Linked DNA regions of Mus musculus: all the other regions are linked to region 1. The links are chromatin contacts, called in public promoter capture Hi-C maps. All regions are on one chromosome and are shown on one strand. The core of a region is the stretch at or near the end of the contact, and the rest is flanking DNA. Distances in the headings are between cores, read along the strand shown. Region 1 holds the start of Usp32 (ubiquitin specific peptidase 32). Region 2 holds the start of Prr11 (proline rich 11). Region 3 holds the start of Smg8 (smg-8 homolog, nonsense mediated mRNA decay factor (C. elegans)). Region 4 holds the start of Tubd1 (tubulin, delta 1). Region 5 holds the start of Wfdc21 (WAP four-disulfide core domain 21). Region 6 holds the start of Rnft1 (ring finger protein, transmembrane 1). Region 7 overlaps Med13 (mediator complex subunit 13).

What was found. Promoter capture Hi-C pulls out the DNA fragments that hold promoters and counts their contacts.
Region 2: a promoter capture Hi-C map of liver shows a contact between it and region 1, with 8 times the contacts expected there. The contact joins the promoter of Prr11 here to the promoter of Usp32 in region 1. A contact is called at or near these places in 6 of 39 promoter capture datasets (the C10 cell line, frontonasal cranial neural crest, hippocampal neurons and 2 more) and 1 of 9 other capture datasets (adipose tissue).
Region 3: a contact with region 1 is called in a promoter capture Hi-C map of liver, with 12 times the contacts expected there. The contact joins the promoter of Smg8 here to the promoter of Usp32 in region 1. A contact is called at or near these places in 4 of 39 promoter capture datasets (hippocampal neurons, liver and pre-B cells).
Region 4: a promoter capture Hi-C map of embryonic stem cells shows a contact between it and region 1, with 6 times the contacts expected there. The contact joins the promoter of Tubd1 here to the promoter of Usp32 in region 1. A contact is called at or near these places in 5 of 39 promoter capture datasets (embryonic stem cells, hippocampal neurons, liver and 1 more), 1 of 484 Hi-C or Micro-C datasets (B cells), 1 of 115 datasets of contacts at active chromatin or transcription factors (astrocytes) and 1 of 9 other capture datasets (pancreatic islet).
Region 5: a promoter capture Hi-C map of pre-B cells shows a contact between it and region 1, with 4 times the contacts expected there. The contact joins the promoter of Wfdc21 here to the promoter of Usp32 in region 1. A contact is called at or near these places in 2 of 39 promoter capture datasets (liver and pre-B cells).
Region 6: a contact with region 1 is called in a promoter capture Hi-C map of liver, with 8 times the contacts expected there. The contact joins the promoter of Rnft1 here to the promoter of Usp32 in region 1. A contact is called at or near these places in 3 of 39 promoter capture datasets (hippocampal neurons, liver and pre-B cells) and 1 of 484 Hi-C or Micro-C datasets (B cells).
Region 7: a contact with region 1 is called in a promoter capture Hi-C map of liver, with 6 times the contacts expected there. The contact joins the enhancer-like site here to the promoter of Usp32 in region 1. A contact is called at or near these places in 5 of 39 promoter capture datasets (the C10 cell line, hippocampal neurons, liver and 1 more), 1 of 484 Hi-C or Micro-C datasets (embryonic stem cells) and 2 of 115 datasets of contacts at active chromatin or transcription factors (astrocytes and stem cell-derived neural progenitor cells).

The regions. Positions count from the first base shown.
Region 1 is chr11:85,138,057-85,141,885 of GRCm38.p6, reverse strand. Usp32 (ubiquitin specific peptidase 32) reads left to right here and starts at 1,931. Exons shown (of 34, transcript NM_001029934.1): 1 at 1,931-2,175. The coding sequence starts at 2,118. It also overlaps a transcript of 1700125H20Rik not described here.
Region 2 is chr11:87,106,555-87,110,383 of GRCm38.p6, reverse strand. It overlaps Prr11 (proline rich 11), which reads left to right and starts at 1,670. Exons shown (of 10, transcript NM_175563.5): 1 at 1,670-1,743. It overlaps Ska2 (spindle and kinetochore associated complex subunit 2), which reads right to left and starts at 1,123. Exons shown (of 4, transcript NM_025377.3): 1 at 1,080-1,123. The coding sequence starts at 1,112.
Region 3 is chr11:87,084,821-87,088,649 of GRCm38.p6, reverse strand. Smg8 (smg-8 homolog, nonsense mediated mRNA decay factor (C. elegans)) reads left to right here and starts at 1,873. Exons shown (of 4, transcript NM_024262.1): 1 at 1,873-3,655. The coding sequence starts at 1,897.
Region 4 is chr11:86,542,841-86,546,669 of GRCm38.p6, reverse strand. Tubd1 (tubulin, delta 1) reads right to left here and starts at 1,679. Exons shown (of 9, transcript NM_019756.3): 1 at 1,440-1,679. Rps6kb1 (ribosomal protein S6 kinase, polypeptide 1) reads left to right here and starts at 1,863. Exons shown (of 15, transcript NM_001114334.2): 1 at 1,863-2,104. The coding sequence starts at 1,964.
Region 5 is chr11:83,745,214-83,749,042 of GRCm38.p6, reverse strand. Wfdc21 (WAP four-disulfide core domain 21) reads right to left here and starts at 2,103. Exons shown (of 3, transcript NM_183249.2): 1 at 1,920-2,103. The coding sequence starts at 2,016.
Region 6 is chr11:86,483,059-86,486,887 of GRCm38.p6, reverse strand. It overlaps Rnft1 (ring finger protein, transmembrane 1), which reads right to left and starts at 2,231. Exons shown (of 9, transcript NM_029788.5): 1 at 2,089-2,231; 2 at 383-827; 3 at 156-232. The coding sequence starts at 776.
Region 7 is chr11:86,351,379-86,355,207 of GRCm38.p6, reverse strand. The region is part of intron 2 of Med13 (mediator complex subunit 13); the gene reads left to right. Among named protein-coding and RNA genes, the nearest start is that of Med13, 4.3 kb to the left of the region's middle. Within about 2 kb of position 1,842, at least 13 of the 459 cell types and tissues checked have an H3K27ac peak or open chromatin away from gene starts, as enhancers often do. A contact at or near this core is called in liver, where this site is marked.

The DNA.
Region 1 (3,829 bases), core at 682-3,181:
CAGAGAACTGGAAAAGGCAGTGTTGTGACTAAGGCTACCACGCTGGAGATCTGGTCCACCAGGAAAGTAGAGAAACACTTTTCGCTGGCAGGGCATGTGACTATCAGTCGGCTTCAGGAACTGAAATCATTTTTTGCCGGGCCTAAATGATCTAATTGGCACCTCCAGTCTCCTCAGATCAAACAGCTATTGTTTTCAATGTTTCCTTATTGAGAAGCTTCATGGCATGACTTTCTTTTTTTTTTTTTTTTTTCTGTTTTCTTTTGCCAGTATTTATTTTTATTTTTATTTTTTTTTCCATTTTTTATTAGGTATTTAACTCATTTACATTTCCAATGCTATACCAAAAGTCCCCCATATCCACCCACCCAATGGCATGACTTTCATGGTGAAGACAGATACACATCAGAGTGAAAATGAAATGGGAACCAGGTGTGGGGCATAGGCTTCCAACATCTGGAGGCAGAGACAGGAGGACTGCCACAAGTCCCAGTCCAGGCAACTGCTAGAACTTGTCTCACTGGTTCCCCCACCCAGAAAAAGGAAATGGAAAAACATTCCATTGTGTTTATACACCACATTTTGTTTACTAACTTATGACATTTATTTTTAACGTTTTGACTATTGTATATACTATAAATGCTGAGTGCATAAATAGCTGTTCACACATCCCTTTAAAGACATACTTCGGGACTATATACTGAGAAGTGGAATTGCTGAACCACATGCCTGATATGCTACAACACAATGAGCCATGTTAAGTGAAATAAGCCAGTCACAGGAGAAATGTAGTTGCCTTGATGAACCAACATTACTGTTGAAAGTTTCAGTTCTCTACTAGATCAAGTAGTCCTGAAGATAAACTAAGACTGAATAACGATGTAAATGTTAATGCTACTAAATTCACACACACACACTATATACATATGTATTATACATAAAATATATGTATTTTAAAGCAAGCTACTCAGTTTTGAACTGTCTCATTTTTAGAGGGCAAGTGTTTGGTTGAAGCATGAAGGTGGCAGGGCTGGGTGTGGTGTTTCTTGTAGAACCAGTACATGGGAAACTGAGGCACGCGAATCTACAAGTTCGAGGACAGCCTGGGTTACAAAGCAGAACCCTGCGTCAGAAACAAACACCCAAAACAAAACATCTAATGCGGCTTAAAAAAATTGGGGGAGGGAGGCAACAGGTTCAGAGGGAAAAATGGACCAACATAGTGGCTTGGGCCTCTGAAAGAAAAGCTAAGGCAGCCGCGTTTGGAGAATGGGAAGGCGTAGAAAGTAAAATACTGCGACAAGGTCCACTGCCCTGTCCTGAGGCTCCATCTCTAGAAGGAAAAAGAGGTATCTTCTCAGAGAAGCCGTGAGTCTCATCTTCCACTTCTGCCAACATCCCCCGAACGTTAGGGGTCCCCCGCCTGCCCGCTCCTTTTGTCGCCCGCACCGCTTTCCTCAGACCCCCCCTGCTCCCTAACATTCCCCTAGTCTTCCAAGGTGGGTCGCGGCCACCGCAGCACCAACCGTCATCGCTCCGGCCCCGCCCGTCGAACGCCAGAACGTGGGGGGCGGGAAGACCCGTCCTCGGGCGCCCCGGAAGTCACTGCCCTCTTGGCCAGCTGAGCGCCGCGGCGGGATTCGAGGCCTAGGATTGGCAGGAAGATAGGGATGACGTGCTACGTGTGGCGAGGCCGCCCCGCCCCCCCTGCGCGCTCTTAGCGTGGGGTGGGGCGGAGCGTGGCCCCCCGGCGGCCATTACCCGGAACCGTCCCGGGCCTTGGGTCAGGTGACCCGCGGCGGTGCTGGCGGGAGGGCGGGGTGGGGGCGGAAGGGAGGAGAGGAGGAGTGAGGCGAGACGCGAAGGGAGGAGAGAGAGGAGAAGGGCGGAGTAGGAGGGAGGGGAAGGGGGCGGGGTGGGAGCGGGTCACGTGACTCGGCATGGAGGCGGCGGCGGCGGCCGGGAGGAGTCGCTGGGGCAGAAGCCGCACTTGTTAGTGTTGGGGGAGGAGGGGGCCGGGGACGCCGACACCGTCAGCCGGCGACGCCGCGAAGGAGGCGGGAGGGGGGTGGGGGCGAAAGCAGGCTCCGACCCCCGGCCGAGGGGATGAGGGGAGCATGGGCGCCAAGGAGTCACGGATCGGATTCCTCAGCTACGAGGAGGCGCTGAGGAGAGGTGAGGGGGAGGGGTCGAGTGAGCTGCGGGGAGGCCAGCGCGGAGCGCCCAGGGGTGGGTGGCCGGAGGGAGAGGAGGCTGGGGCGTGGGGTGCCTGGCGAAGGACCCGGGAGGCCAGCCGTGGGAATATCGAGGGCAGGGAGGTGGAAGGGGAAGCGGGGTGTGGGAATTGGGGCACTAGGGGAGGGGGCGAAGCTTTGGCAGTGACGGGGGTACCGGGCGCTGGCTGGCCATTGCCGGTGCACTCGGTTGGCGTTGTTATCTTGTTTAGGTGCAGGGAAGCCCTGACCATCGGTTCTTGGGTGGCTCAACCCTTCCAGGCCCCCTCATCCTTCAGTGCCATTTTCTCATATCACTCTTTCATTTAAAAAAAAAAAAAAAAGCCTCCGACAACATCCTAATCTGGTTTCTAACAGCATTGGCTGGAGGAGAAGACAGGGCGTTCTGTTTTGCTCCTGGAAGTCCTTTTCTATTAGGGAGCCTCTGGTTTTCCCAGGGTCTTTGCCTCTCTGTTGAGGGCGATGACTATCCTTCCATTTACTCCTGCCATCCTTCACCCTTTGAGCGGTTGACTTTGATTAAGAACGACCTGAAAGTGAAGTTGTGTTTAAGGTGAGAACAGATTAGACAGCTGATGTTCATAAGACCTTGTCTTAGGTTTCCTCTCCTCGGACATTGATCAGACGGTTTTAGTACACTTGATTCCCAGTTCTTACCCCCTCGCTCCCTTAAAATGGCATTCGGAAACCCAGCATTGTGATACTGTATTACAGCTCCCTTCAGAGACTGGCCTTGCTGTCAACGGCTGCTGCTCTTGGCTCTGATTCACACTGTGTTGTTAATAGCCCCCAACCCCCTACCACTTACTCTGATACGATTGTCAGTGTAAAGCTCGTGCTAACTGGAAGTGTCTTGCACAGTTTATGGCCGGAATGTGACTTAATTTTTCATGACTGAGATTTGAGAGTGTGTCTGTGTGGTGCTTGTAGTTCTCTTTGATGTTTAATGGATTTTCTTGGTAAGAAGTGAAAAACATTAAGCAGATTAGTGGCCAGACATTATTGTTAACAGATTTCTAAGACCAAAATAAATAAATAAATAAATAAATAAGTAAATTCAGTCATGCGCCAGGTGTTTTTAGTAGCTTGGGATAGAAACTTAAAATATGATGAAAAAGACATTTTAAAGTGAGGATTTAGAAATGAGATCTAGTTCATATACAAAGAGAAATAAGTTCATTGGACCCACAACCTAATAAACAGAAAATAAGATACAGAATTGTAGCTGCATCAATTTTGGGGCTGAGCAGAATAGCGAAAATACACCTTTTAGTGGTTCTTCCTTACCATATCTGCATGATGATTATTCTTTTTTTTTTTTGTTTTGTTTTGTTTTGTTTTTTCGAGACAGGGTTTCTCTGTGTAGCCCTGGCTGTCCTGGAACTCACTTTGTAGACCAGGCTGGCCTCGAACTCAGAAATCCACCTGCCTCTGCCCCCCCAAGTGCTGGGATTAAAGGCGTGCACCTCCACCGCCCGGCTGCATGATGATTATTCTTAAGTACAATCTTACTTGAACTTTTTCTCTCTGTTTCAGTATGAGAAATATTCCAAATTCTTGATTTATTTCCAACCCTAGTAGACCAGTCACTTCCT
Region 2 (3,829 bases), core at 421-2,920, 2.0 Mb before region 1:
ACTCGCTATCTTCCAGGATCACCCCAAAGTCTATTCCAAAGCAGAAGTTACAAACTCAAGATTTTCCTTGGAGAGAGTGGCTCAGACACAACGGATACCTACGCAGAGGGAAAAAGGGCAGACTGCAGATGGAGTGTTTTACTTTTTAATATTAATCTTGGTATTTTTTTAAAAGGGGGCTGGTGGTCCGATGATCAATCTGGAAGAAAAGTGATCATGCAAAAAGAAGTCTGAAGACAGAACAAGAAAACTAAGAAAAAAGGCGCGGCGATCTAGCGGGCAGTGGAAGGATGGGAGGGCGGGAATAAAGAGAACACTGATGGAGAATGACAAGGCCACTCGGCTGGACGCTCAGTGCACTCCAGCCTTGCCCGCAGCCGCTGAGGGCCTTCGTCCAGGGTTCTCCTTGCACAGAGGAAAGGAATTGAGCATCTAGGAAGCAGAAAGCCGGGCCTGGGGCAACGCCGCTCGCGCCCCGGGAAGGAGCTCCAGGCTCGGTCCCCGCGGCGGCTCCTCTCCCAAGCCGCAAAGAGCCCAGTCTGCGGAACCGCGGGCAAGTTTCTCGTGCAAGTCTAGCATCTTCTTTCAGACTGTCCCAGCTCGCCTGCGAGTAGGTGCATGGTGGACTTGAATTTCTCCGCGCCCCTAGACTTCTGCCCCACCTCATCCTCCATCCCCCTTTTCGGGAGACGTAAACGACCTCTCTCCTCCTCCGAGCTATTAAAGACCGTTCCAGTCACGCTTGGGCAAGGAAGGTAGAAATTCGTGAGGCGGTATCTGTGCCGGGCGCGGCTCCTGGAGCCGATGAAGGAGAAAACCAGGACCAGGGAATTACAAAGGCCCCACACCCTCAACATCTCCCGCCATTTCCCTCACGAGTTCCCCGGATGTAACCCCTTCCCCCGCGGCGGTTAAGAGACCAAGGCGGCGGTAGCTCCCGTAGGTGCAGAAAGAAGGAACTCAATTCAGGTTCCAGCTTCCACAACCCAGTTTCAGGAGACTCTAAAATGCGCTTCACCTTCTAGGCCATCGGTGGAGCACATTAATTACCCAGTAGGTTTCCTTCACTCTCCACTCACCATCAGTTCCAGCTTATCGACCTCCGCCTCCATATTGAATAGTTGACATTCCTCAGACCGCTGAGGCGCTTAAGCTGTAAGCCGTGCTAGCACTGAGGCCCTCCATTGGACAGCTGTCACTCAACGTCTTGCGCTCATTGGCTAGTACGTTCCATCGGCGCCCGCCCATTGGCGCCTGGGTAACGCCCCTCGTTATAAAACGCACTTTCCTGTTGGACAAAGACACAAAACGCCGCAGGGGGATTGGCTGCTGAATATATGAATTTTTCCATTGGCTGCCTTATGGTCCCTACTTTCAAGTTCATACTTGGAAAAGAGTTTGCGATTGGTGTACTCGGAAGCAGCAGCAGCCAATGACATAAAAGCTTCCACTGCGGGCCTAGGCGACGTGACACACCTCCTTTTCTCTCCGGCTTCCCCGCCCCTTCTCGCCCGCCTTTCCTTATTCATACAAGAAGCGCCTCAGTTCCGATTGGCCAGGATGTGATGCTCTTTTGGCCAATCGTAGTCCAAGCTGTGCTTTGATCCTTTCAAGACAACGAACCCTGTAGAGACCACGTCTACGATTGGTCGCTCGTCGGCAAAGATTTAATTTTGAAATTTTCTTTATGGTGTGGAAGAGGCTTAGGCCCGAACTTCGTCTAATCCCCAGGCTCTTAGACTAGTAAGTGCAACGACGTTTTTTCTCTTTGTTACCTGGTCCCGTCTTCCGTTACTCGAACTGTTGATGACTGGGTTCTTATGGAGGTGGGGTCTTGAGCTGGACAGGGAAGGGAGATGGAGCAGAAAAGGAAAGGTTTCGGGCAGGAGAAGAGCTCCGCTGGCAACATCTGAGACACATTTTTTATTTAACACTGCAATATATAGTTTGAAGTGATTGCCTTTTTGCTCAGTCTTTGTCGTAACTTTTTGCTTCTCAAAGGGGGCCCACCGACTGGCGGTAATTGGCTTCTCTGGGCGCTAGCGAAAAATGCAAATTATAGGAATCTACCCAAATTTCCTATCACAATGTTTATTTAACCAGATGCTCTCCCCAGCCATTCTTCAGCGCATTTACGTTTATGGAGAAGTATTTTATGTCAGGTAATTTTACAGTGTTCCATGATGCAAAATGACTTCTGACATCTACTTTAAAAGTATACCCCTTTTACTGTGTGTCTAGTAGTGTGCTGGGTAAGACTAAGGACCTGTGGTCACTCTGAGAAAGACACAGGGAAGAACCGGGTGGGGTTGGGGATAGCAATGCTTCACGACTTAAAACAAAATTGACTATAGGACAATGGCAGAGATCATGCTTCAGCATTCAAGGCAAACCAACTAAACTGATGATGGAAATTAAATTGACTAGAGGGGGATGTAAAACATGTGTTTTAGAATAGTGATGATGAAGTAAATCTGTCACTTATGCTGCTGCTACAGTTTTAGAAGTGCCCCTGGCCAAAGACCTTTCCATATAACTGATGGAGTTCTTAAAGAACCAGCAGTGTCAACTCATGAAGAAGACTAATTATATTGTTCTGAGACAGGAGCTTGTGTATCAACAACTAACCCAGACTTTTTTAAATTTTATTTTTTCAGATAAGGATGTATATTTAAATATAAAACAGAAATATTTTAAGTACTATTAAGTGTTTCAAAATACCTGTCTTTTTTGTTTGTTTGGTTGGTTGGTTGGCTGGTTGGTTTTGGTTTTTCGAGACAGGGTTTCTCTGTATAGCCCCAATTGTCCTGGAACTCCCTCTGTAGACCAGGCTGCCCATGAACTCAGAAATCCGCCTCCCTCTGCCTCCCAAGTGCTGGGATTAAAGGCGTGTACCATCACTGCCTGGCTTCAAAGTACCTGTCTTAAAACAAACCTTTCATTTTGGGTAATTGTATAAAGCCTGTTAAAGTTACTATAGCCCCATAGTCTATTAGAAAAAGTCATGGTCTCTGGAGACTTATAGGTCTTCATTATACTTCATTGTATTATATTAGGCAGATAGCTAGTCTAAGCCTCAGCTTAATTTTGTATAACACTAGGACTAAAATCTTCCTTGTCAGGGATTGAAACCTTTGAGGACATTGAACATTAGCTGAGGAAAAGTAGGTTGTACCCCACTTGAGGGGGCATTTAACAAATGGTCCCTCCCACTATGACATCTGCCTATCATAGTAGGTGCTCATTATATGTTGCTGAATCACAAACCTATCTTTTAATATAATATAATCCACTACAGCCATTTTCTCTATTGTAAGAAAAGCAAAGGGCTAAGTACTGTAGTCACTCAGTAATAGACCACTTGCCTGGGTTTGGTCTCCAGCCGGGAAGAGGGACTTGCAGGGAATAAAGAGAAATTAATTTGACTTCATGAATAAAACCACAAAAGCAAGGTGAGGGGCTAATGTAAAGCCAAAGGGAAAGATTCTGCAGAGACATTGTAATCTGAGTTTACAACTTCTTCCATTTGAAGTGGTTTCTAGAATCCTGGTTACTTTCTCTCTGGCTTTTGGTTTTATCTTGTTTTATGAGACAGGGTCTCGTGTACCTAGGCTGGGCTTGAATAAGTCTATCCATAAGTCTTGATCTACCTGTCTCCACCTTCCGAGTAGTGAGTACGGGTGTACCTCGGATTTTAGATGTCTTAGATACAGGATCACTTATGTATCTTAAGATGTTCTTCAATCCACAGCAGTCCTTCTGCTTCAAATCCCAGTCCCCAATGCTGGGACTGCAGGTCTCTACTACCATGCCCAGAACTACAATTTAA
Region 3 (3,829 bases), core at 624-3,123, 1.9 Mb before region 1:
TGAATGTAAGTGACCACCACCACCTCCTCCTCCTTCTCCTCCTCCTCCTCCTCCTCCTCCTCCTCCTCCTCCTCCTCCTCCTTCATTTTTCCTTCGAGACAGGGTTTCACTGTAACTGTCCTGGAACTCACTTTGTAGACTAGGCTAGCCTCAAACTCAGAAATTCGCCTGCCTCTGCATCCCGAGTGCTGAGATTAAAGGCATGTGCCACCATACTCGGCTTAAGTGACCTACTTCTATGTCTAGCTTAAAACCATAAGTATTGTAAGAAGTGAAAAGCATGGATGGTATACATCTGTAATGCCAGCACTTGGGGTGTGAAGATAGACCAATCAGGAGGGACAAGAGTTCCAGGGCAATTGAACCTACAATGGGTTGGGGAGGGAGAAGGAGAAAGAAAGAATCTATTACAAATGTAGTCAGTGGTAGAGCACTTGCCTAGCATTCACAAAGACATGAATTAGATCCCCAGCAACACACACGCACACTTATTCATATTTCCACTATGCTAAATTATTAGATTAATTTTCCACAATTGGTTTGTTTGTTTGTTTGAGACAGAGTTCCTCTGGGTAGCCTTGGCTGTCCTGGAACTCAGTCTGTTGGCCAGGCTGGCCTCAAATTCAGTTCAGAGATCCACCTGCCTCTGCCTCCCTAGAATTTTCTACAATTCTTTTGTTGATGTTTATCTTTTTGTTTTGAAACAGATTTTTTTATTTTTTGGTTTTTCGAGACAGAGTTTCTCTGTGTAGCTCTGGCTGTCCTGTAGACCAGGTTGGCCTTGAACTCAGAAATCCGCCTGCCTCTGCCTCCGGAGTGCTGGGATTAAAGGAGCGTGCCACCACGACTTACAGTTTTCTTACAGTTCAGACTGGCATTGAATTTGAGACATAGCTCAGGATGATCTTGAACTTCTAATCATTCTGGCACCTCCCAAGTGCTGGGTTTGCAGCATGGGCCACTATACCCAGTTTATACTGGTGCTGAGGATAGAACACAGGACTTCCTGCATACTAGACACGTAGCTCTCCACCTCCACGTCTTCTATTTCTTAAAGATTAATTTTGGAGTGTGTGTGTGTGTGTGTGTGTGTGTGTGTGTGTGTGTGTGTGTTTTGCAGGCCATGGGTGCTGCAAAACAAGAGCTCCTTTTCTCTGTAAGAGCAATATCTGAATGTTGGAATCACAGAAGTGCAACAATGTGTTTGGTGCTCTCGCTCCTCCCTCCTGTCCTTTCTTTTTTGTTTTCTTTTCTTTATGGAGACAGGGTCTTGGTATGTTATCAGGCTAGCACAGCTGCTGTGCTCAAGAATCCTTCTTCCTTGCTGGGTGGTAGTGGTGCATGCTTTTAATCGCAGCATTTAAGAGGTAGAATGGGGGCATGGGGGAGAAAGGAGGAAAGGAAGAAAGGAAGGAAGGAAGGAAGGAAGGAAGTTAGGAAGGAAGGAGAGGGAGAGAGAGAGGAGAGGGAGGGAGGAAAGGAGGAAGGAGGAAGGAAGAAAGAAAGAAAGAAAGAAAGAAAGAAAGAAAGAAAGAAAGAAAAAGAAATTAAGAAATTCTCCTGCCTCAGTCTTCAGAAAAGGTGAGAGTATGATCAACCACCCACGCTGAGCTGTTAGAAGAATCAGTTGGAACTGTTGTGGGTTTTGGCGTATTCTTTAAAACTGAAACGGCAACCAATCTAGCTTTCGATATCTTAAACTCGAGTTGAGTAAACGTAGCGCTAAGACCTTGCAAGGGACACGAAAAGGCAAAGGGGTGGAAGGGAGTGTTGGGGGGAGGGACAGACACCCGGAACTCAAGGACTAACAGGCGGAGGAGGGATTTCACAATAGGACCGGGTGGGTTGGGATCAGCGAGGGACCGGAAGAACGCTAGAGGAAGCTCTTTCTCCGCCATGGCGGGGCCGGTCAGCTTGCGCGAGCTGCTCATGGGGGCGTCGGCCTGGCTGGGCTCTGAGAGTCCTGGAGGCCCCTCCGCTGAAGGCGGGGGAAACGCGGCTGGCACGCCCGAGCCCCCGTGGAGGGAGGATGAGATCTGCGTGGTGGGAATCTTCGGCAAGACGGCTCTGCGCCTCAACTCCGAGAAGTTCTCTCTGGTGAATACTGTGTGCGATCGACAGGTTTTCCCACTCTTTCACCATCAGGATCCTGGAGATCCAGGAACTGGAATCAAGACCAAAGCTGTCTCTGTCGGAGAGGCGGGAGGAGCCGGAGACCCCGGGGCTGCAGCCGGGGATTCACTTCGCGGAGGTATGGCTACGGCGGAAGGTAACCGAGCTGAGCCAGGTCCCCAGGACTTCAGTCTTTTGCAGGCCTATTACAATCAGGAAAGCAAAGTTCTGTATCTTATTCTCACTTCCATCTGTGACAACTCACAGCTTCTGCGTGCTTGTCGGGCCCTCCAGAGCGGTGAAGCCGGAGGGGGCCTCTCTTTACCTCATGCAGAAACACACGAGTTCTGGAAGCATCAGGAGAAGTTACAGTGTCTCAGCCTCCTTTACCTCTTCTCTGTCTGTCATATCTTGCTCCTGGTCCATCCGACGTGTTCCTTTGACATCACTTATGATCGTGTATTCAGAGCCCTGGATGGACTGAGACAGAAAGTACTACCCCTCCTCAAAACAGCCATTAAGGATTGCCCAGTTGGCAAAGACTGGAAGTTAAACTGCCGACCTTGCCCACCTAGACTCCTCTTCCTCTTTCAACTCAATGGGGCCCTTAAGGTGGAACCGCCTCGGAGCCAGGATACAGCTCATCCAGATAAACCCAAGAAGCACTCTCCCAAAAGAAGGCTGCAGCATGCCCTGGAGGACCAGATCTATAGAATCTTTCGCAAGAGTCGAGTCTTGACTAATCAGAGTATCAACTGCCTCTTTACGGTACCTGCCAACCAAGCTTTTGTGTACATAGTCCCCGGAAGCCAGGAGGAGGACCCAATTGGCATGTTGCTGGACCAGCTTAGGAGCCATTGTACCGTGAAAGACCCAGAATCGTTGTTGGTGCCCGCACCCCTTTCTGGACCTAGGCGGTACCAAGCGATGAGACAGCACAGCCGCCAACAGCTCTCCTTCCACATTGATAGCAGCACCTCGAGTTCTTCAGGCCAGCTAGTGGATTTCACTCTTCGAGAATTCCTGTGGCAGCACGTGGAGCTGGTCCTAAGCAAAAAAGGTTTTGATGACAGTGTGGGCAGGAACCCACAGCCTTCCCATTTTGAACTGCCCACTTACCAGAAGTGGATCTCTGCAGCAGCAAAGTTGTATGAAGTGGCTATCGATGGGAAGGAAGAGGACTTGGGCTCCCCCACTGGGGAGCTAACATCTAAGATTTTAAGCAGTATTAAAGTCTTAGAAGGGTTTTTGGATATAGACACAAAATTCTCGGAAAACCGGTGCCAAAAAGCTTTACCCATGGCTCATAGTGCCTACCAGTCAAACTTGCCGCATAATTACACCATGACAGTCCATAAGAATCAGCTTGCTCAGGCTCTTCGGGTATACAGTCAGCATGCTCGAGGTCCAGCCTTTCACAAATATGCCATGCAATTACACGAAGACTGCTACAAATTTTGGAGCAATGGCCATCAGCTGTGCGAAGAGAGGAGCTTGACTGACCAACACTGTGTCCACAAATTTCATTCCTTACCTAAATCAGGTAGCTACAAAGTTCCCAACAGTTTGAACTGAAAACTGGAGCTGTGCTTTTAGTATTAGTGTGTGTTTGTATGGTGTGGTGTGTGTGTCTGAGAGAGACCTCGCACCCTTGGAGGTCAGAGGGCAATGTTGTGAGGTCAGTAGTCTCCAACCTTTTCATGGGTCCCAAGTATCC
Region 4 (3,829 bases), core at 430-2,929, 1.4 Mb before region 1:
ATTCTCAGATGGTGAGACCTCAGTGAAATTTTGGAATAACACACCTTTTTCCTCAAATTTCCTGTCCCCATCTAAGAATCTAGTCATTTCAAGAAATTCCCTCACTCTATAATTTGGGGGATTTAGGGTTCACTGGCCCAAATTCATTCACATACAATTCAATGGTTTCCAAAATATGATTCACATTCACTGTTGTCCCAAGTACACTTTTAAAAGAAAACAAATAAACCATAACAAAAGTGTTGGTTGTGGGGGCTGTGTAGCCACGGGGACCGGAGCCTAGAAGCAGCACCCACATAGCAAGCCAGGAGTCCTGTGCAGGCCTGTAGTTACAGAGGCAAGTCCAGTGCGGACAGAAGGACCACTGTGGATAGCTTCCACTTGGTTGAGAAAACTCAGCCCCAAGTTCAGAGAGAGAGAGAGAGAGAGGGAGAGAGAGAGAGAGAGCTGGATGCCCTCATCTCCTGTGCATTTGCATAAGTGCTCACATTCACACACATGTGCATATATACTCACACACATAAATAATCTAAAGGAAATATGATCCTGAAGGAATTCTTTGTATACATTTCACACTACATGGACATCAGAAGTTAGCTCAACAATAGAACATTCAATAACATTAATTTTCTGTTTTCTCACCAACCGTCTTCTGGCCCGGAAAGCACAGTTAAGATCAATAAGCCCAGTCATGGTGGCTATACCTTTAATTCCAGTACTCAAGAGACAGAGGTAGGCAGATCTCTGAGTTTGAGGACACAGAGAGTTCCAGGACAGCCAGGGCCACATAAAGAAATCCTGTCTCTGAAAACCAAAAACCAAACCAACTAGCATAAAGTTGGATCCAGGCATAGTGGTGCAAGCCTTTCAACCCAACAACACTTGGGAGGCTGAGGCAGACCGATCTCTGTGAGTTTGCACCTACACAGTGCGTTCCAGGACAGCCAGAGCTACATAGCGAGATCGTGTCTCGGAAAGAAAAGAAAGAAAAACAAAGTTGGAGCTTAGAGAAAGACCAGATAAAATATGAAACTAAATCTTTATTATTTTTAAACGACGTTGTTTGTTTTTAGACAACATCTCTCTATGTAGCCCAGTTACGCCTGAAACTGTCTAATTAGTCTGGGCTGACTTGAAACACATGATCCTTCTGCCTCAGCCTCTCGGAGAACAGGGACTATTTTAAAAAGAGTATTTTTGATAAGTGCTTCACATCAAGTCTATGTAGCCCCGGAAAGGAGCAGAGGCTTGTGAACCAGATTTTCAACTTAACGTCTAAGACTGCATTGTAGGTAATTCTATTCTCACTTTACAGTTAAGGAAATTGAGTTACCGAAGGGTTATGTAACTTTTCCAAGCCACTGAATTAGCAAATAGCAAAGACAAGAGTCTCTCTTTGCCTTTCTTCCCTATCAGCTCCCCGGTAACCCCACACTCACTGACAGCTCTGCGACCGGCAGTTTCAGTTCGGTTCAAACTTCAGAAGACCAACCCTCTCACTACGCGCATGCTCACTTTCAATACTTTAAAAAAAAAAACTACTTAGAACAAATAAATGCGCTCGCTCCTTATGCGAAGAGCTCTGCTGAGGGCTTGTCTTTTTTCGACCCTCGTTTCCCTTCTTCTATTTAGGAAGGCTAATCACGCATGTTCAATTTCAATTTATCAACTTCAGATATGGTACGCATGCTCCGTGTCCGGCAAACGCCTTAGACAGAAACGCGCAAGCTGTACTTTCCCGGCTTGGCTTCGGACGGTGTTCTGCGCATGCTCCTGCCAGTACCTGGCCCCGGGAGCTAATGCTACGCATGTCCGCTGCCCACTGTATGGCTTCAGAAGACTTTGTACGCATGCGCCGGAGCTGAACTTGAGGAGCCAGTCTGGGGCCTAGGCGCAGACGCATTGAGCTTAAGCAGCCGGTGATGGCGGCAGCAGCCGTGGAGTCTGCGGCGGGTCCGGGCCCATGAGGCGACGACGGAGGCGGGACGGCTTTTACCTAGCGCCTGACTTCCGACACAGGGAAGCTGAGGACATGGCAGGAGTGTTTGACATAGACCTGGACCAGCCAGAAGATGCAGGCTCTGAGGATGAGCTGGAGGAGGGGGTGAGGCCCGGGGTCCCCGGGGTATGGGCGGCGGGGTGGGGGGGCAGCGGCGAGGTGACAGGGCCGGGGTGGCGGCGTGGGCCCGGGAAGCCTGGTGTGCCCGAGGGCGTGGAGACCCGGGGGGGACGCGAGCGGTCTCCGGGAGGAGCTGAGGCGCCGCGCGGCCGAGTCGGGGAGCGGGCGGGCGGGCGGACGGACCTGGCCCTAGGTGTGAGGCCTCTGCGGGGCGCGCAGGTGCAGGGCTCGCCCTGATCCCTAGCTGAGCGCTGCCCCGGAGCAATGTGTTTCTGGAGCGCCGAGGAGAAAAGGCGCGCGGTCGGCTTCTGGAGCTGTGGGGCTTGAGTGCGGCCCGGGTGGTGTGAGCGTGTGCTGGGGGTGGGGAGGGCCGATCTTGTTGGGGTGTCCCCCTTAGTGCAGGTGAGATGCGGAAGGGTTTCCCTGTGGAGTGTAAGATTGCAAGCCTTAAATCTTCAGACTCCCCACAACCACCTCTCTTCTCGGCCTGTCGCTTCTCTCCTAGGAAGCGCTCAGCTGTTAGAAGTGACAGCTGAAAACTTCTGTCGGGAGTAGCACTGCTGTGACAGCCACCAGGAGTTTTATTTCGGGAGCAAGGGGGCTCTGCTGCATCTTCCAGGGTTTGTTTGTTTGCCTTTTATTTTTAACCCCCCTTCCGTGTGACTTTTTAAAGGAAAAAAAAACCCCCATTCATAACGACACACGGCATTTGTAAGTTAATTCCCTTCAAGTTGAAGATGTCTATATTTTTTTTTCAGAATAATTTATGTAATTGTAGGGTGGGAAAAAAAGCGTTGACAGCTGTGATTTGTCTCGCCAAAAATAAATTGCTTGAACCGAGACTTGTGAATAGTGGTGTGAGGGTTTTCCTTGCTGAAGTTTAAATTTAGAGTCGCTTTTCTAGTGCACATCTTGGCTTTACCTTTGCTGTCCTAGTAGTTTGTTATTTATGTATACCATTTTTTCTACAGTAATACTTACTGAAACGTACATATTTTACACCAAGGGTTAAAAAAATACATCAAACTAAATAACCAATCTTGGACAAATGTCATCAGTAATAACCTCCTAGTGACTTTAAATGTCTTTAAGTCATCTGTAGAAGAATATGGGTTTATGGCTGATGTTAGATAGTTGCTGTATTTACATGGGGTCTCCTTCTCACCCCCAGTTTTCCTTTAGTGAATAAATTGTGCCCTTCTGGCAAACTATTGAAATGCTATGTATAAAGGACTTTGAACACTTTAGGAAATTAAGTGGGCCCACATAGATTATTCTTTTCATAATCAAGTGAGTCTCAGTTAGAATTTCAGAGTTCTAAATGTGGGTATTACACGCACTTTTTAATTTCATGTTTTCATGTGGAATTCCACTTAGCCTTTTAATCAGATGTGGTGAGTTCTAAATTTGAAGCACACACAGGATTACTTTAATTATAAATGTGATCCACTGTTCAGTTATATTGGTTCCATATGGCAGTGGTTTTGGAGTAGAGCCAGAGAGAAAACTGGTAAGGAGCACTTCTGTGAGTACTGTGATTAGTTGCTGGTGGAATTTTCAGTCTGGGTTTATCATCCTTGGAGAGTACAGTAGTGCATTACAGTTCTTGGTATGAACTGGATGGAGCCTTATTTCTTTTTCTCTCTCTCAGTGTGCTTCAGGAACAGTAGGTGCTTGAGTGTTGGCCTACTCTTGGGCTTTTGTTTTGCA
Region 5 (3,829 bases), core at 854-3,353, 1.4 Mb after region 1:
TCCTCGATTAAGGAGTACATTTCACCAGTTCCTTTTAACTGAAGTCATAATACCATTTGTAAAGTGTTACTGTCTATTTCTGTTAAAACAAGGCACACACATAATCTCATTAAAGAAAGCCTACTTTAGAGACATGGATAGAGGGATTGCATCTGTGGAAAGAAAGGAGGAAGGTTGCTTAAATGAAATCATTTCCCCCCACATGACAGTCCATGGAGCAGAGAAGGGCATATTCAGACTTGCTGGTTACCTTACAGTCACTCTGTGCGGTTAGTCTCCCTAGCTCTGTTTTATAGCCCTAAGTGTTTCTGGTGCTGTTGTTGCTTTGTGGTGAGAAAGCTGAAGATCTCTTGTCCCTAATCACAGTCGTTGGAGCAATCATTAAATATTTATGGTATTTTGCTGTATATGAAGCATTTAGGAAGGACATGGATGTAAAAAGGGCCTCTTAGAGCCTTCCAATGCAAGTAAGACTTATGTCTAAGGTACTGGAGACAGAGCAGTGTTTCACAAGTGTCCTGCAAGGTAGTTCTAGAAGACTCAAAGGGCTCAGAGGAGATAAAACATTATTTGTTGTTCGTCAGAAAAAGTAAGCCTTGGAGTACAGGGATATTGTCAAGAAAGAGTAGTGGGGGAAAGCAGGAGGGGTGCTGTGTGGAAAGATGCAAAAAGTCACAAGGGGAAATGTAGTAGGGTGGAACTTTGGGGAGGTCCGTGTGTGACCTGGGACACAGGACCTACAGAGGCACTCCCAGGACCAGAGACTGACTCTTCAAGTCCTACCCCTTAGACATATTATCTGCCACTCCCAGTTCCCCTGGAATAGGAGGAGTCAGGAGGATTGGCAAGTAGAGGTCTGGGCGAGTTTGGGAACAGGAGAAATAAATGTTGCAAAGGGCAAGCAGGCCATCAGGACCTGTGGATTTGGGATTTCACTTAATAAACTGAGAGAAGGTCATTTGGGAGGATTATCTGCTGCAAAGGCATAGACAGAACCAGGATCCAACTAGTAAGCACATCCAAGAAGGAAGAGGGGGTGGAGAGGGCTTCTGGGAAGCTTTTGCAATGGCAGGGCTGTGGAGTAATCAGGGATGGACACAGTGAGGCAACAGAGGGCAAAGGACGGAAGAGATGCAAACTGTTTCAAAAACAGGTAGTTGATGGAGTGAAGACGAGAGGCTAAACTCTATCTAAAGACATTTAGGGGCAAGCATTCAGTCCAAGATAATCCAGGGCTGGCTGGCTGTAGGATAGGGGTTGTGGGGTAGGGGTGGGCAGACAGCATCAGTCTGCAAAGGCGAGACTTTATTACAGAGGAGAGTGTGTCAGGAGTTTGATGAGGCTGTGGTCACAAAAGGGCTAAGGGAAGAATGGGCAGAGGATTAAGAGTAGTCCTTTGAGGCCAAATAAGATGGGGTGGATTGTGCTTGTAATCCCAGCATAGCAAGATGAAGCAGGAAGATTGCCATGTTGTTGAGGTCAGCCTGGGTTACACAGTCAGTTCCTGGCCAGCTTGGGCAAACATACAAACAAACAACAATGAAAACCCACGGCAACAAAACCCTTTCTGAGAATAATATTGGTAAAGAAGATTGAGATTGACCTGTGTCTAGCATAATTACAAGAATATTTTCTGTAGACAGGTCAAGGTAGACGCCAGTAGAGAAGGAGACGTCTGGGAGAGGGAGCTTGGCTGAGGAGCAAGCAGGAGGGGGGTCCAGTCAGGTGACCCAGGGAATGGAGAGAGGGAAAGCAGAAGAGGGATTCTGTTCTGGGGAATTCAGAGGTGACCATCAAGGAGGATCCTAAAGAGAACTCTTTCCTCCAGTTTCTCCCTCCTTCCTGCACACACTGGTTCTGGATGTCTTCTCACCCCTCACTTGAGGAAGAATAGTGCAACCGTGTTTGCCCAGACGTACCTAAAAGCTGCAGAGGTCTCACTGCAGCCTGCAGCTCCTGTACCTCTAGGCTGAGGGTGATGAGGGACACCAACAGAAGGAAGGCTCCTAGCTTCATGCTGCTGCTGAAGGATGTTAGCCAATACGCAGCAGGGCCAAGAGCTGCCAGAATTTAAACCTCTTCACCCACTGAGCTAGGCAGCAAGGCTAGGGGCGGGCCTGCACACCACAGAAGCCAAAGCCCCGCCTGGAAACCAGCATTGCCAGGGACACACACTATGTATGTCCTGGGTAGTGCCATCTTACTCAAGCCAAGCTCCGTGCCACAGAACACCCTCTGTTCCACAGATAGTCCTCCTAAAGTTGGAAAGCTGGGGTGGTAAGGGACTCTCGTTCCTTTTCAATGAAGTATTAGAGATCTACTCTGGGCCAGGAATGAGCTGTGATAAGGAATGTGTCCTCAGGGAATGACAATCCAGGAGCTGGGTGTCAGCTAGGACACCATCTGCTTTTGTACTTCTCTCTCCTTGCTCTAGGACAGTTGTTCCTGTAACTGAGGGCAGGGAGAGACCGTGGGAGAGCCAGTGGGGTGCGGCCACCTGTTGAGGAGACAGTAAGCCAGCGTCGTTCCCTCTGCCTTGATGCCATCATCTCTGCTGTTTGGAGCCTTCATTTTGGGGAACCCCAGCTGTCAATATCTACATCAAACCCTCCCAGGATGCCTCTCAGGCTGCACCACTGCTGTGCGACTTGGAGAGTGAGTGGGGTGAGAGTGACAACTAGCCCAGGTGTGAGCTTTCACTTCTTCCTTCTTGTAGACACGCCTGCTAATCCAGATGAGTGATTTGTAACTCAGACCATCTGTGGTTTGGGTGCCAGGGGAGATACCCTCTTCTTTCCCTGGTGGTGGGGGAGGAGCACACACAATGTGTCAATTTGATACAAGCTAGAGTTCCCAGAGAGAAAGGAGCCTCAGTGAAGAAGAGGCCTCTATGAGATCCAGCTCTAAGGCATTTTCTCAATTAGTGATCAATGGGAGAGGGCCCAGCCCATTGTGGGTGGTGCCATCCCTGGGCTGGTGGTGGTCCTAGCATCTCTAAGAAAGCAGACTGAGCAAGCCAGTAATCAGTTTCCTTCCATGGTTCTTGCCTCCAGGTTCCAGCCCTGCTTGAGTTCCTGTCCTGACTTCTTCCAATGATCTGGCAGTGTAAGCCAAAAAGCCCCTTTCCTCCCCAACTGGCTTTCTGGTCATGGTGTTTCATTGCAGTCATAGAAACCCTAAGTAAGACAAATACTGTAACTCATAAAATACCTTAACATGAAATGAGCTGGAAGCAGGGGGTAAGAGGGAGAGGGAGAAGTCACAGGATCAGTTTGTTGTGCCTTTGTAGGTGTCTGGGAAAATGGTTTATTTCAACAGTAGAGGGCAGGGGCCCTAAGTTTAATTCCTAGGAACACACACGCACACACGCACACGCACACGCACACGAGGGGAGAGAGGGAGGAAGAGAGGACTATCATTTCACAAGGACTATGGTTCCTAATTCTGGAGCTACAGGAAGAGTCTCTTCCTTTCATTTGTCACAGATCTTACATGCCACAAGCTGGAGGTCCTCTGACAAACAACTGATGCCATACACTGCTAGCTCTCTCAAGGGGGTTAGAAGACAGAGTTATGGGCCGTGCAGAAAGTATTTTTGCAAGCTGCTTTAACTCCACTCTGCCTAGCCCACTGGTGTACAATTTCTGCAATAGTCCAAAATCTGGTATATTACTGACTTCTCGTCACTGTGATAAAATACCTGGCTAATGTAACTGGAAGGAGGAAGGATTTTTTCTGGCTCCGCCCGGTTCACTATTTGAGGGTGTTGTCATCACGGTGGGGAAGGCATAGCAATCTATGCAGCTAGGACGTCTCACAGCTTTGCAGA
Region 6 (3,829 bases), core at 982-3,481, 1.3 Mb before region 1:
GTACTTATTTAGAAAATAAAACAAAGCATGTGGTGGCCATCACAATGTATCCTGTTGTTTCCTACTCCTCTGGAAAGTAACTTATATTTCTCTCAAAGTTATCTCTAATTCTGTAGAGAGAAAGAGTTAATGATTTAGTTGCTTGTCATACTTACTCTTAGAAAAACCTGATTTACAATGCTTTTGTTTGCATACATAAAAGTTGTTAGCAGCCCAATTCCAAGAGAAATTCCTGTTAGAAAATAAGTTCTAGTTAATTGAAAGAAAAGAAAAAAAACCAACAAGATTATATATACTGATATAATTTTTAAAAGCTAGCAACCAAAATATGTTAAAATTATTAATAAAATGGGAAACTTAATTCAGCAGTTTTATTTCCTACCTGTTATATGCTGCATAACAAGTTTAATACCCAGAATTAAAATATAAGGAAGACTTTTTTGCAACCACTTGAAGAGATAGCGGAATTCTGAGAAGGAGCCACTTCCATGTTCCCCAGACTCTGTAGCAAAGTCATCAGGTGGTCTTGCTTCACTGTGGGAGTAACTCCGGAAACGACCATGCACACATCCATGGGCACAAGTACAGACGCCTGACCTGGGATTTCTAGAGCTTGGATTTTCAGAATATTCTTTTGGTCCGGAGTTTATTTGGATATGTACATCCCCAGGGTGAAGGGAACCTTCTGTTGATCTTGAATGACCACACGGGGAGGCTGCAGCATCTTCATGTGCAGTGCCCGGAGGATCATGCAGTTGGTTACAGCTGGCTTGCATGGCCCTTGAGTATTTTCTCTCTAAAATGTCTTTGCTTCAGGACTCTTTCTCCTTAAAAGTAAAATCAAAGAGCAGAAAGCATTCTAAGTTAATCACAAGCAGTGCATCGGTTCATTAGGTGTCCTTTGTTCACTAAAGGGGCAGTTGACAGTCACAGACAAGTTTCAGGTCCTTCAATCTTTGCAACTGTCAAAGCTCTGCTGCCCTGCCCCACTCCAACCTCGAAGTCCAACTTGGCAAACCAAGAGTTTTGAACCAGGGGCTACTTAAAGTACAAAGCACTGCAGATGTCTTGATTTTTCAAATGTGCCAAAAGACATCAGCAAAGAGTCAAAGGGGTGCCCAGCAGATACCACAGTGAATAGCAGCACTAATGCTGAATAAGTTGGCTCATGTACTCTGAGGCAGAGTCCACATCAGGAAGTTTGCTAAGGGTGGGTGAGATGGCTGGGTAAGTCAAGACCTTTAATTTGAGTTAAATCCCCTAAACTCATATGGTGGAAGCAATGAACTGACTCCCACAAGTCCTCTGACACACACACTAAATAAATACAATAGATTTTTTTTTACAGATTCATTAATGTTTAGAAGGAAAAAAATCAGTGCCTTAATTAAGCATCAACAAAGATAATAAACACTTCATTTTATGCTGAAACAGCTTCCACAAAGCTAATAAGGTTTTCAGTAATTAATGGTGCCACCGAGAATATTGCTTCTCCTTCCAAAAGAATGTTAGTCAAATGCCTTTGAAAGAGGACCCTTAGGGGGAGTCATCACGTAATTGCTAAGTGATGCTTTAGTCTAAATAAGGAGTTAGCCTCCCGAATAAAAATGCCACCATCGGCTTGGTTAGGGGTGTCAGAAGAGAGGCTGTGGGCAGGGCAAGATCCCTACGTGATCCAGTGTGGATCTCGGACCAGGGTGCCAGAATCGTGCTGTCGCCCGACGAAACGCAGAGCCCACCGCCGGGCCTCTCCCGTTTCCCCCGCGATGGAGCTAGCTGCGGCGGAGGCTGGCTGGCTGAAACCGTGCAGTTACTGTGTGACGTTTCGAAGAGGCTCGGAAGCCACAGCGGCTCTATCGCCTCACTCTCTGAAGAGCGACTTGGGACAGGACAGTTTGTGTCTCTGCTATTAAAAAAGAAACACAAAACCTGCCCTCCTTCATACATAAACAAGAAAAGGGGAAAGGGAGAAAGAAAAGTCAACGCCAACTCTTCCGGAATCCGCGAGGACAGAGTTCTCCACCCACGTCCGAGCTTCGGCTCTTCTCCCCGGAAACCCTCCGCCTCACCCCCTTCCCCAGGCCTGACCTCTCATGACCAGGAGCGGGCGGCCTCGGCAGCCACAATACCAACAGCCCGACACGCGGCCGCAAGCCCTTCTCGCCAAGCCTTCAGCCTCGGACGCCACCAGCAGCGCTCGGCCTGGCCCCGCGGCGGCGCGCGCGCTCCCTAGACGTCGTCACGCGCGGCCCGCCTTCGCCGGGCCACGCCCTCGCCCAGTGGAAGAAGGAGCCTCTAGGCCCCGCCCCGCGCTCATCCCGGCCCCGCCCTTCCCAGCAGAGAAGGGAACCTTTAGGCCCTGTCCCGAGTCCCTAGCCCCGCCTTCACTGGGAGGAGGAGGAGGAGGGCGCATCTAGGCCCCGCCCTGAACATCGTAGACCCGCCCTGTCGCCCTGTGGCCCTGTTGGTGATGTTATACGAGTGGCGTAGTGGCGGACGTGTGTGCTAATTAAGTCTGCGTGGCTGTCACGTCTTGCGTGTATTAGTGATCAGTCACACGCTTCGGAGTCCTTCAGTACTTGAGGTTGAAAATGGGTAGGTCCAGGAACCTGCTCGGCAGCGGGCTGCGTACCGGGAGCCGCGATCTGGCTTCCGGCTGCGTGTTGCTAGCTACGCCAGACCCGCTGGGCTGCCTGGGCAGAGAGGTTGTGTGACCTGGATTCGGGTTCCAAGCCTGAAGTTGAACAGTGTGCCCTAGTTCGTGCCAGAACCGGGTGCCAGAACTGGATATCAGACGCGCCAGGAAGTTTGTGAGGCCCTGGAAGTAGATTTAGAAAACCCCGTGTTGGCGAGCAGGGAACTCGACTTCTAAAATAAAGGCTACTAAAGGGGAAAAAAGATACTACAAGGAAAAAAAAAAAAAACACAGTTCTGGAAAATCTAGGACATCATATGTATAACAGGATTCCTATGATTCTTGAAATTAAGTATTTCATCGGAGGCTGACGTGACTAGGCAAAAGTCTGGCGTTTTGCACACACTTGGCTTTTTGCAGAGACACTTCTGAGTTACGTGTCCAGTAATTTTGTCTTTCTACCTGACTTAAACCTTTCAAATACCTTGTCAAAATCTCCTTAGCCATGAAATTTTGTCTTCCTTTCATAGTAGTATAACTGAATCTACTGGTTTTAGCCTCAGCCCTTCATTCATCTTGAGACTATTCTTAAATTTCTCTCAAGTCAAAAAGCACTTTAAAAAATCCCAATGCTCTTTTGGATCTGCTTCTCTCTGTGACCAGCACATTAGCACTCTCTTTTTTTAAGACTTGGTCCCAAGTAGAACAGGCCTATTTGTGCCTGTGCGTGATGGTGACAGGTAGTGCCTGAACTGGTACGACAGAGGACACTTTTGGGAAATTTTCTCTCCTACCTTTATTTGGGTTCCAGGGAGCCAACTGAGACTGCAAATTTTGTGCACAGCAGAGATCCTATGTGAGTAGTTTTATTTTAAACTAAAATGAACGTATGATAAGCATTAGTGGCTCATGATTGTAATCCTAGAATTTTGAAGACTAAGACAGAAAGATGCTGTGAGTTCCAGGCCAATCTATGATACAGAGTAAAACTCTTTTTTTTTTTTTTTAAAGATTTATTTATTTATTATATGTAAGTACACTGTAGCTGTCTTCAGACACTCCAGAAGAGGGCATCAGATCTTGTTACAGATGGTTGTGAGCCACCACGTGGTTGCTGGGATTTGAACTCTGGACCTTCGGAAGAGCAGTCGGGTGCTCTTACCCACTGAGCCATCTCACCAGCCCCAGAGTAAA
Region 7 (3,829 bases), core at 593-3,092, 1.2 Mb before region 1:
CTGTGGTGGACGGCCTTGTCAGCCTGGATCTGTAAGAGGGTTGCCATGCTCTGTTTCACCATCTTTGTTTTGGTTTCCTTAAGTTACCTGTGTAGATTCCAGGAGACTTGAACTCTGACTGAGTTTCTTCCTCTACCTCCCGGCTTCTTTCTGTAATTTCTCACAGGCAGTTTGTATCTAGGGAAAGCATTTTCATTAACCTGAGAAAAATGGAATCTGGAAGCATGTTATTTTTACAGTTATATAATAGTCTTGAAGCCAAGTGTAACTCACCTTTGAGTCTAGTTTGCTGTGTTCTTTTTTGTCTGACCCCGTGGGCAGGCCTAGAAATGTAACTTTGTTTGGCATAGATTTTCAAAAGTATAGTTGTATTTTAATATTATTTATGATTATGTATTAACTCGGGGAGGCATATGCTGTTTTTGGGGGGTGGGGGGTGGGAGGGTCTTTAGACCCTGCTTCGTCAAAGGGTATATTAGTAAGGACAAGGGCCATCTCATTAACTTTTAAAGGACAAAGGTCATTATCTGAAAGGTTGTACAGAAACGGTTTATTATGAGCACATCAATATTTCTTTTTTTTTTATTTTCTTGACTTTTAGGGCCAAATATACTTTAGAAAGAAACTATAGCCCTTTATGAAAATTACTGGTTATGTTTATTTTAAACTCAGTGTAAGTGTATCTTTGACTAGATACTCTCGGAGGGAACCAAGTTCTAGTTTGATAAGAGTTTTGACAGCTAAATTGAAAATTTTTAAGGTCTTTAAAATTTTCTGTGTGAGCAGGGAGTGTAGGTGTGGGTGTAGATATGTGTGCCACCATGTTGTGTAGAGGTCAGAGGACAACGTTTTTGGAGTCCTGCTTCTTCCATCTTGGTGAGACAGGGTTTTACTGATTGTTTTGCCCTTAGGAAGCTTATTTCGGGCCACCTGGCCCTCTTTGTTTCTGACTGCTCCTATCTCTGCTCCCCTTCTTGGTGTAGGGGTGCTGGAATTACAGATGCACCACATCTAGTTTTTTTGTGTGGGTTCTGGAAATCGAACTGAGACTGACTAGTGTTTTTACTCTATCCCCGAGCCATCTCTCCTGCTCCTTAGGTCTTTTGAAAAAAAGCTTTCTTGTATGAAAGTTAGTTTTCTGTGGTTTATGGTTTTGAACTGTAGGATCTGTTTTATTTTGTATGAAATATAATCCAGAAATCATGTAGCCTTACTTAAATAAATACCTTAAGTTTACTCACAGGGTTTAGTCTTCTTGATAAAGTTGGCACAGCATCTGAATACACTTTTTTATTTGAGACGGAGTCTGTGTTGCCTTGAATTCAAAGCCCCCTTCAAGCTCAGCCTCAGTCCTGGTTGGTATTACAGCTGTGTGCTACTCTGTACAGCCTTGAACAAACCTTTCCATGGAACACATTTTATGCCCTTTGAACTCGTATTCCTTCTGGTTCCTGCTGGAATTAGAGATGTGTGCCATCAGACTAGGCTCCAGATAGCTCTATCTTGAACTAATACTTTCTAAGGTCAACATTTGTTTAAGAATGCGCCTTTTATATATTTTTAAGTCACCTTTTGTTTTTAATGAATTCTTCAGCATTTTGAGAGTGGTGCAGTTGTTTTATGATAGAGCATTCTGGCTTTCCTGAAATGTTACTGAAGAACCTAGTTCTTAGTTCTAAATATTATAATGTGTTTGTGATTTTGCTTGTTTTGAGACAGTGTTACACATAGTCCATTAGGGCTTTGAAGTCCTGATTTTCCTGCCTCCACTTCTCAATGCTAGGATCAAAGGTGTGTGCTACTACACTTGACTTATACAGTTTTAGATAGTAAAGAGATGAGTGTATATCTGTAAATGCATACTGTGTTGTCTGAGTGTGTATCAGTAGCCTTCGTGCCTTTTAGCAAGGTGTGCTTTCTGCTTCATGCACTAAATGCTAAGCATACAGCTTCCTTTTCCTTTCATTGACTTAGGTGAGAGTTATTTTAAACATTGAAATGATTCATGAAGTCACCTCAGTTAAAGTGTTTGTAGGTTGTTTGTTTGTTTACTTTCTTTTAAGTGCTAAGTATTGAATCTTGGGCCATGTGTATATATTAACCAAGTGCTCTACTGTTGACCTTTATCCCTGGCTCATTGTTAAAATGTTGATAGACTGTTTAGACACTGTTGTTAAATTGAAATGTTTAAGCAAACACAGTCAGTGTTAAAACTATAATGGTGCTCAGAGTGTTTGGCTAGCCTGAGTAAGGTCCTGGCTTTGAACTCCCAATACCACAAGAAATTATATGAATACCTTAAGTCTATGAGAGTTTAGTCTTCTTGGTAAAGTTGGCACAGCATCTGAATACACTTTATTATTTGAGACGGAGTCTTGTGGTGTTCCTTGAATTCAAAGCCCCCCTCAAGCTCAGCCTCAGTGCTGGTTGGTATTACAGCTGTGTGCTACTCTATACAGCCTTGAACAAACCTTTCCATGGAACACATTTTGTGTAATCAAAGATAAGTTTAAATACATAGTGTTTAGTTTTACCATAGTGATTCTAATGTTTTGAAGGTTAAAAGTCTATTAAAATAGAATATGAGCTGTTTAATAACAATGTATGTTGTTAAAACACTTTGTGTAGCTTTTTTCTTCTGGATTTGAGGTCATCAGAAGTGTGTTCTTAAGCAAAGCTTGGTTAGAGTTTAAAGTTTCTCCTTCCTTCTCCTTTAGCATAATTTTAAAATGACAATACCTGCACTCTAATACAGATACTGATCCTTGAATATAATCAAAATTTTGTTGCTGTCAGAGTCTGCTGACTGCTATTGAATAGCTAAATATTTTTATCAAAGTGGAAGTGACCCAAAGAGTGAGCACACACACTGTTGAGTAGCATGTGAGCATGTCCACTGTCTCAAAGCTAGCCCTGAACTCTTGGTTTACAAAGTCAGTGGTATTTATATAATGTTTTAGCTTCTTTTTAACCTGTTGTTTACTTTAGAATGTTACTTAGATCAGACTATCTTAAAGAATAATAAGGTCTTTTCAGATGGAGTATATTTATCTTGCCCTTTTTTTTTTTTTTTTTTTTTTTTTTTTTTGCTCCAGGGACACCGTCTGCCTCCCTTTTGGGGTAATTAGTGCGCCTCTGTGCTCTAGCTAACCCCCTTTTCATTTCTTCCCATCTGTGGCACTCGGTTCCCTTCTTTTAAGCTCCCTTGAGAAGAGAGCAGCTGGACAGTAGGGGTGGCATCAGCTGCATGAGGCAGTCCTGAGCTCCAAGTGGAGGTGTAGCAGTGAGGAAAGAGGACCAGGAAGGACCCAGGTGGTGACTAAGCAGCTAGTTAATTTGGCTTGGGCCTGCTCTTCTCAGTCAGTGTCCCTCTGTTTGGTTCAACACCTACTACTTCTTGTTACTGACATGTTTGTGATTATGGAAATATTGCCCTCCTTATAGGGGGTAGGAGGAGAAGGTAGGCAATCATTTTTGTAAAGATTAGAATTCTCTGTTTGTTTTTTTCCCACTGATGTGTTCAATAACAAAACCACAGAGTAGCCCCTTTATCTACTCTGTCTCATCTACAGCTGTTTTTAAGAATAATTTTCTTTGAGGTAATTTTAGATTTATATAAATCTTGGTAGGATAGAGTAGAGAGTGCCTGTGCATCTCTTACTTAACTTTTTTTTATTCTTAATATCTATGTCAGAATGATGGACTTTCTAAAACTCATAAATCAGTATTGTTATACTAAAATACCTAATCACTTGGATTTCTTTATTTTCACCTAGTTCTGTTGTTTTTAGGAGCTGGCCTGGGCTGCCAAATGATATTTACCTGCCCT